2 separate regions of the Mus musculus genome follow, and region 2 is linked to region 1. Evidence: chromatin contacts called from public promoter capture Hi-C data. All regions are on one chromosome and are shown on one strand. Each heading gives the region's core, a stretch centred on a gene start, on an enhancer-like site or on the middle of the called end of the contact. The rest is flanking DNA. Distances are from core to core; before and after follow the strand shown. Region 1 holds the start of A230108P19Rik (RIKEN cDNA A230108P19 gene). Region 2 overlaps Celf2 (CUGBP, Elav-like family member 2).

What was found. Promoter capture Hi-C pulls out the DNA fragments that hold promoters and counts their contacts.
Region 2: a promoter capture Hi-C map of pre-B cells shows a contact between it and region 1, with 2.6 times the contacts expected there. The contact joins the enhancer-like site here to the promoter of A230108P19Rik in region 1. A contact is called at or near these places in 5 of 39 promoter capture datasets (the C10 cell line, cranial neural crest, frontonasal cranial neural crest and 2 more) and 3 of 115 datasets of contacts at active chromatin or transcription factors (the 230-238 cell line, acute myeloid leukemia and bone marrow-derived macrophages).

The regions. Positions count from the first base shown.
Region 1 is chr2:6,190,474-6,194,788 of GRCm38.p6, forward strand. It overlaps A230108P19Rik (RIKEN cDNA A230108P19 gene), which reads left to right and starts at 2,778. Exons shown (of 7, transcript NR_040333.1): 1 at 2,778-2,848. The region is part of intron 4 of Echdc3 (enoyl Coenzyme A hydratase domain containing 3); the gene reads right to left.
Region 2 is chr2:6,709,478-6,713,489 of GRCm38.p6, forward strand. The region is part of intron 2 of Celf2 (CUGBP, Elav-like family member 2); the gene reads right to left. Among named protein-coding and RNA genes, the nearest start is that of Celf2, 170 kb to the right of the region's middle. Within about 2 kb of position 1,809, at least 100 of the 459 cell types and tissues checked have an H3K27ac peak or open chromatin away from gene starts, as enhancers often do. A contact at or near this core is called in the 230-238 cell line, acute myeloid leukemia, bone marrow-derived macrophages and 1 more, where this site is marked.

The DNA.
Region 1 (4,315 bases), core at 1,528-4,027:
GTGTTCTCACTCCAGGGTCCACGCACTCGTTTCCCCCTCTGCCTGGAATGTTTTTCCCTCAAGGCTTCCTGTTTGTCACCTTTTCAAGGAGGCCCTCCACTGCTGCCATCTTAAAATTCTCATTTTCGGTTACACGGTCACCCTTTATGCATTTCCCCATTCAGTATACTGTACAGTATACATGCTTATGTGTTGGTTGCATTTGCTAGCATGTAACTCCCACAAGGGAGGGGGTGTGGGTGCACGTCCTGTTCTTTATCCCCAGCACTAAGAGACTTCCTTGCACAATGCAGACAACCTTCCTTAAAGGAATGAATGAGCCTAGGAAGGCAAGCAGAGTGCAGCACAAAGCACCTTACAGCTGCCAACCCAGGATGAAAGGTGCAGTCTTTCCATCCGCCCTTCTCTTGGTACCACATGCTGGTGAGAGAAGCCTTTCCTGTCTGGCTCCCTTGAGAACCTTGTTCTGGGATCTCTGCTTTGCCTCTGGGCTGCAGTCAGGTTCAGATCGCTACATTCCCTACCTCATACAAAACAGCACAACAGACACCACAGTGACCCTGCACATGTCCCAGAAGTCTTAGCTGCTGAGGCAAAGAACCAAGAGAACAGAGAAAAAGCTGGTGGAAGGCAGGGGGCTGGCTGCTGATGCACTGGGATGGACACAAGGTGGGGAGAAGAGGACTCAGGGCCTCGTAGGGATTACAACACAAGGGTGGAAGAGGTTAGCCTAGAGCACTCTGGCATGTTGCTCTTCTCCACATGTTTGAGGATAAAATATTAGACCAGAAGAAGGATACATTTCCCCACTAAGCCTCTGTGTCTACAATCCTGGATTCTCTCCCTTCATCCCAGAAGACCAAGAAAGAATTCATGAGATCAATACCTCATGCTCAAGGATGACGTGTGCGGAACAAGATCAAAGGCCAGAAGACATTCTACCCCTGCCTTTGGGATCCTAAGCCATCCTGCCAAGCTCATCCCCTCTCTAGGCTTCAGTTTCCCTTTCTGCCTACTGGAGCCACATGTTTTTACAGCATGAGGTTAGAGGGTGACATTCAGTAAGGAAAAGGCAGGTTGTTTTCCCAGCTAATCAGCACAGTCATATCTTAGTATCTACGTTTTTACACTGTGAGTTTACAGGATCTTCAGATGAACTAGAAGAAAAGATACCTTCACCTCTATGCTAATGGCCCCATACTGCCATTCAGGGCGGCACCTCTTTGGTCACCCTAAGAAGTTGGTAAGTCAGTAGTTCTTTACTCTAGGGGGACATTCATTCAAAATGACAATTAAGATTTGAGGCTGTGACTTAACCTGGTTGTCAGACAATCTTCTAGAAAGGAGAGGTTTGGAGACAGACACCAGAGTCAAACCAACTGACCCTTCAGAGTCTGATCCGTCCTCTGGACAGACGAATGGGTACCTGCATTCTCCACGCCCTGGTGATTATTCCAGATAACAGATTAATCCGAGATAACGGAATTCTCGGTAGATGCCAGTGAGTGGAGTGACTAATATTAACATCCTCACTCCTACTGGATACTTCTGTGACTCTGACACTGGCTTCAAGGCTTCACAGCACCTGAGCGGATCAGCAAAGCAGAGGGGACCACACAGATGTGATGGCTGTGTGCTGCAGCATCCTGGGGCCTCTCTGCTTATCTTTTGGGTGGGCCCCATGCCTTGGTTTATCCAGACTGTAAGAACAAAAGGCCATAAACTGTGTGGCTGAGAAGCAGGAAGATCTCATGCTCTGGAGGTTGGGAAGCCCAGGTTCAAGGCATCAGCAGATTTAGTGTCCAGGGAGAAAGCTGACTCCAGGTTCAGAGACTGATGTATCACTGTGTCCTCACATGGGACCTGACACCCCTTTCCCACAGACTCTAGTCCCATCATGAGGTTCTACTCTTGACCCAACATCACATCCCAAGGCCCCACCTCCAACAGCTGTCACTTTGATGATTGCACTGCAACATATGAACTCAGGGAACAACACATTCAGGCTGTAGTAATGGTGTCTGTCTTCTTGAGACTGTGGACTGCAGCTTGAGGAGATGCAGGGAGAAAGAGGAATGAGTGGGGGAGGGTTGGATACGGTGCACACCCACCAGGTGTGCACAGGTTACACACACCAGATCACTGCCCTCATCTCGCCGGGAAACTAGGAAAAGTTGCTAGCATGCATGGGTGCTTTTAAGCTGCATTTTCTAAATTATGTTAGGCATGCAACTCACTGTTAAATAGTCGATATGAGTCATGTCCGAGTCTCTGTGGGAGTTGTGGTATGGGTGAGGATCGAACTCTGAGTTAGACTTGTGGGAGATAAGGGTGTGCAAACACACAGCCAGGTGGGTAGGTAAGCGGAAGCAAGGATTTTCCCCGTGGTGAAGGGACTGGTGTTGGAAGGAGACTCGAGTCCTTTCTAGCTTTCCTGGAATACTTACTGATATACTTATGGGACGCCTGATGTGCTGGCTCTTAGCTGTGCATGGCCAGCCCGGCCTCGGGAAGAGAACATCTGGAGGCAGGGCTTTTATATAGCACAATGAAGATGCATGGTTGAATTCAAGGGAACGACTTTAAAAATAAGATGAATAATCATGCCTTGACACAGTATGCTCAACTCCATGGCTTTTGCCCAGTAGAAGAACTGCAGTCTTTAACTTTCCAGCACAGCAGAACATTTTCCTAGAGTGCCCAGCAGAGGGAAGTAGAGTCCAACACATGTTGTCCTAACACCTAAGTAGGAAAGGACTGAGACGTCCATCCAGGCCAGTTTGCAAAAGCACCTGCCTGCTTCTCTGCGGATAAACACAGGGACCTATTATCACCAGCAGATGCAATGGTACGTTCACAGTGTGTGCTTGAGTTCACTCTTCTTCTGGGGGGCCAGAATATGAAGAGAAACTATAATTCTGAGTGTGTGTGTGTGTGCGCGCGCGCGCGCGCGCTCATAAGTGTGCATGCACATATTGGACTGGGTGCACGTGTGCACGTGTATTTAGAGGTCAGAAGTCAACCTTGGGTGGTGTTTGCCAGGAGCTGTCTACCTTGTTTTTTGAAAGGCATCTACAGGATGTCTTTCAGTGGGTAGAAGTTGCTGATTACTTAGACTGGCTGGTCCCAGAGCTTCGGGGATCCTCCCGTTTTGGCCTCCTCAGCTCTGAGATGACAAGTGTGCACCGCGAGGCCTGGCTTTGATGAGTGTGCTCTGCAGATGGAACTCAGGGCCTCCTGCTTGTGCAGCTGGAATTTGCTGATGGAGCTGCCTTCCCCACCCCCAGGACAGACTGTTGTCGTTTGAGAAGGCCTGCTTCCTGACAAAACGTTCTTTGGCAGGGAAAAAGCGATTCTGGTTCTCACGATGCCCTTGCCCCTTCATCTGTCACACTGTGCAGATTACGCAATGTGGTTCCGAGAACTGGGCTTCCATGGAATTCAAGGGATATTTTGGTTACATTTCTCCTCTTTCTTTTCAAAAACAATTGTAAAGTTTGACAGTCTGAAGTTTCTAGGAATTCTGATAAGCCTTAATTTAGAAGGCTTGCTATTTTTTACCCTGTCAATAGGACTTAAATGCCTTTACCATGGAACCTTCCAGCAAGTCATGTGTTGGAAAGAGGATGAACCAGTATAGCAACTTCTTGCTATGAAAGGCTTCATGGTTTCATCTGCAGTTACAAGACAGTCCTTGAGTATCACAGGAGATTTGTAATCTATTTTGACTTGAAGTCCAGGCAATGATATAAGAAATATTCACTAAACATGGCTGCACTTAAGGCAAATATCTATCTAAAATAATAAGCAAGCACCTCCCCTTTGAAAGATGCTTGAGCAAACCCTCACCTCTTGCAGCTTGTAGCCCACTTCCAGCCTGGTGTCCGCATACTGGTTTGTAGTAAACTGCAGTATCTTCATAGGTGCACCCGTTTCTGCCAAAACTAACCAGGAGGACCTGGGGAAGGGCAAAATTCTCCCAGGCACCCCTTGGCTCTACTGCTGTTTTCCCTTCAGGTCTCACTTCTTTCTTGCCTCAGGCCTGTGAGCCACTGTTAAGTTTGGCAGTTGTTTCAAGACCAGATAGCCTGTTCTCCTTGCTCGCTGCATATATAGGTTTGCGCCTTCGTTTCCAGATTTCCCACTGAGAACAGGATGTCTTCCTCCCAGAACAGACACTGTGGTTTTCCGCTTCATGGATGCCCACTGAACGCTATTCTGTGAGGTTTTGGACGGAAGACAGCTTTACAAGGGGAAACAGACTTGATTGTCATTAGTGATGACAAGACAGCTCCGACACACAGCTGCTCCTTGT
Region 2 (4,012 bases), core at 559-3,058, 520 kb after region 1:
AGAGAGGTGTGCAACAGCTAACCAAGTAACTGGCATAAGCAACGAAACGTGGTTCAGAAGGAACGTGTTGCTGAGAGTTCAGTTGTAATGTCAATTTTGAACAAACCATAAAGTCAGCATGTAAATGATAAAAATTTAAACCTGAAAATCCTCAGAAAATATTAAATAATATTAAACAGTCCAATATGTAGAGGGATGTAGCCTAAGATCTATGCTACTAACAGGATGCCCAAGGGAAACAGGGCTAAAATAAACGGGCATGCCATTATCTTAAAGGGGTCTGCCATCTTGAATGTCAAGAGCACTGGGATCAGGAATTTGGAACACTAACTTAAGCTTGGGATTTAATGAGCTCCTCCAGAGGCTCTGATTCCGAGTAACCAACCGTGTTGCCACCTTCTCAAGAGATCACTGACATATCCGACTATTCTCATCCCTTGACTCATTCTACCACAATCTTCTAAGTATTAAGAATACTTACCTCAACTGTGTCTATTTTCTAGGTACATAATTAAAACACTCAAGATTTTCCTACCCAAAAGATCCAGAATGAACATTTCATAGCTTATCCAGCTTACAAAGCCAGGTATTAGTCATTTTGCTTTCCTCTCACTGCTTTCTTCTACTCTTTCTCCTTTTTACTACTCCTTATCGAGTTCCTAATGTGTGCTAAGTTCTCCACTGAGCAATGATCTTGCAACATTCTATACTTTAGTCCTCAGAAGTCTTCCAGGGAGGATTTCACTTCCATTTGGGAAAAGGGGCAAAGAAAAAACACAATTTCAAATTATAATGAAGTTTAAAATAATAGATAAGAGTTTAACACACAAATATACATGCTCCCTCTGAGGATTAAGGGGACGGGTCAGCTTAATGTGAAGTAGTATCTATTAGGTAAGGGATGGCAGTTCTTTCTCAGCATCCAATGCTAAATACCATTACAGTAGAAAAGGACTTTGCACTGCTGAACTAATCAGGCTGCAATGAATACCTAAAAGTCCATGGTCACAATTCTTGTTATAAACTCAGTGTGTCACAAAACAAACTGAAAAGCCTTGAACATGAAGAAGGGATCTGTCAGGAAGGGACAGGCAGGGGACATAATAGTGGTCAAAATGCATTGTACATATGAGAAAGTGCCCCAAACAAAAAAGTAAGACCAAATTTGAAAAGGTGAGATTTGAAGGCCTGCATAGTTATTTTTCTCCCCTCCTGGAGAGAAAATAGAAGATGGAGACTTGCAAGACTCAGGAACATCACAAATGTAAAGGAAGGCTCCATTTCAAGGTTATATAGCCAATAACACTCTCCAAGGGGACAGGATAGGAGACCACTAAGTGGCAAGCTGGGCAGGAAGCTCCAGCGATACACCCTTCCTGCTGTCACCCATGCCGGGAGGACTTTTTTTCGATGCAGCTGCTCACAGTCACCCATGCTCCTAGAAGAAACCTTAACATAGATTGGGTGGAAGAATTTTGCCAGTCTGTTACCAGTGACCTATCTGGATAAACAGACGTTTGTTCATGTTTCCTCAGGGAAATAATGCAGCAGAAGGCCTGTTTGATGCATTGGGGCTGACTCATTATGCCAGTGTAAAAGCTGCACCAGGCCCCATCTCCTTGTATTAATTTGGAAAACCTTCAGAAAGACACTCTAGAAAGACTTTAACTGATCTTGTTCTAAATTCCACAGCGAGATGAAAGAAGGAACACTAAAAATGAAGAAAAAGAGGAAGGGGGCTATGTAGGTATGATACTGAAAAGGGAAACGCCACACTTCCTGTCACATGACCTCAGCTCCCTTACTCTTTCACTTTATCTCTATCACAGGAAAGGCACTGAACTCTGGAGCACATAAGCATAATATTTTCTGACCAGCAGGCCACCAAAAGATACTGACTGCCACATGAGTCTGGGCTACCTATTTCCCGTCCCATGATCCCTCAACCTTCAAATCATCATTATAGAGGGTTTTGCATCAGTTCTTTTAAGACAGATGGGCAAGGTCCACTCTTGAGAACAGCGGAGTTAGCTGCTGCACCCTTGCCTTCTTAACTTTTATTCGGTGCTCTATGTTTACCACTTCTATATACAAATTTGGCTTATACTCTGTACTTTACCTGATGTTCCAACATTTCAAGTATAAGCACCAGAATCCCATGGTTTAGTATTAATTCAAAGAGCTTATCTATACAGAGCCTCACTCCATACTTTAGGATCTTCAAAACTTCAATCAGAACCTTTTTTTTTTTTTTTATTTTTGGGAACACAGCCCCTCGTCTTAATTCCTTGCTGTGGGTTTTCCCTCTTTTCACCCTTCTGGCTTACTGCTCAGTCTTTTGAAGTTAACCTGCTAGACCTTTCCATGTTGTCCACCTTCCAGACTTCGTGATTCACGCTGCTCCTCTTTGGAATGCCTCCATCTACTTGATGTAACTTCAATAATACTTGCTAATACTGGCCATGGTGTCCTAGATAGCAGCAAAAAGGCTTTGCATGGTAAAAAGTTATTAAGCTACCTGCTCCATCCAGCTTGCTTCTGCTTCTGGAATCACTTGTAACACTGAGCAACTGGGGAGCAGTTTGGCTCATTATCTTGTCAGATACCTTTTTTCCTACACACCTCAATGCCTATAATACCCATATAACTTTCTATATGTCTATAAATATGATCTCCATTGAATTATAGTAGCATCTGTACTTTAAAACGAAGTTAAAATGGAGAGAGACGGTAAAAACCAGCTGTACTTTCTGGATCCTGTAGGAGACACATCTTGGTCGCTTGGCAGGCTGGGTTACAGAATCTGCTTCAGAAACCTAAGGTATAATTCACCTGACAATGCTTTATAATGCTGAGACTCCAGGAGAGCTGAGGGCGATCATCACAGAACATTCCATTGTAACCCTTTACTTCTGTCCTCTGATTCCAGCTTATGATTTTTAATAGGAATAGAGAAATCATGTTCCTTTATTCTTCAACATAATCACTGCCTGAAGTTTATATTATGAGTTTCTCTAATTTGTGTTCATGCCAGAGTGTGAATAGTGGATTAGTAGAAACTTCTCTGAGTCATTTACAAATAGAGTGAAAAAATACTGATCTTAGCTATCAACTTCTGCGCTGTCTGGACTGCTATCCCCATCTACCTTGATCGTGTTTCACCACTGTGGTTTGTCCCCACTCACCGATCAGCTCTGTGGAGGGAAACCTGCTACTTTGCATCCCACTTCCATGTAGCTGACCACCCAACTCAGATAAAAGGAAGCCTGGAGAATGCGGCCCACCATAGTGTATCATCTCCCATGTGCCTTCTGTGCTCCTCTCTCTATGGATATACTCATCAAAGTTGACCCGAGGCCCAGTTCTTTAATATGTCTAACTGTTCTAGTTTGCTGTCAGAGTGTTTCTAATGTTAACCCTAAAGTATCACTGAGACTCCTAAAGTTAATTTTCTACAGAGTTTTACAATATGGGTCAAAATACTTTCAATTTCCTTAACCAATTTTCAAAAAAGCCAATATACTAGCATCTATCATTTTTGCTACCCAAACAACTAATTTTAAGACAATATTATTTTAGGTTGATTTCTACTTTTCTGTTTGTCTAGTTACCTAATTACTTGGTAGTTTTCAAAAGTTTTGATGATCATAATGATTGTTCTATGCATACTCACAGTGGAACCTTCAGGATGCTTACTTGTAACTGGAGGAAAAACATGTCTTGTAAAAAAGTTTGGGTTAACCAATATTGGAAAATAAAGGTAAGACTAGGTGGTTCTAGAATCACTAAAATTAGGATGAAAGACCTATAATCTGAGACCTTAAGTCTAAATAAATGTTCTTAGCACTTTGGGTAATATATGTAAGAATAAAAAGTGGTATTAACTGCACTAGCATAATTGTACATCTCACCGTGGGTAGAGTTATGAAGGATAACAGGTGCTTTCAAAAGGTATGTGACATTGTTTTTAATATGCACATTTCAAAGACTTTTAAAATCAATTTAAAACTTT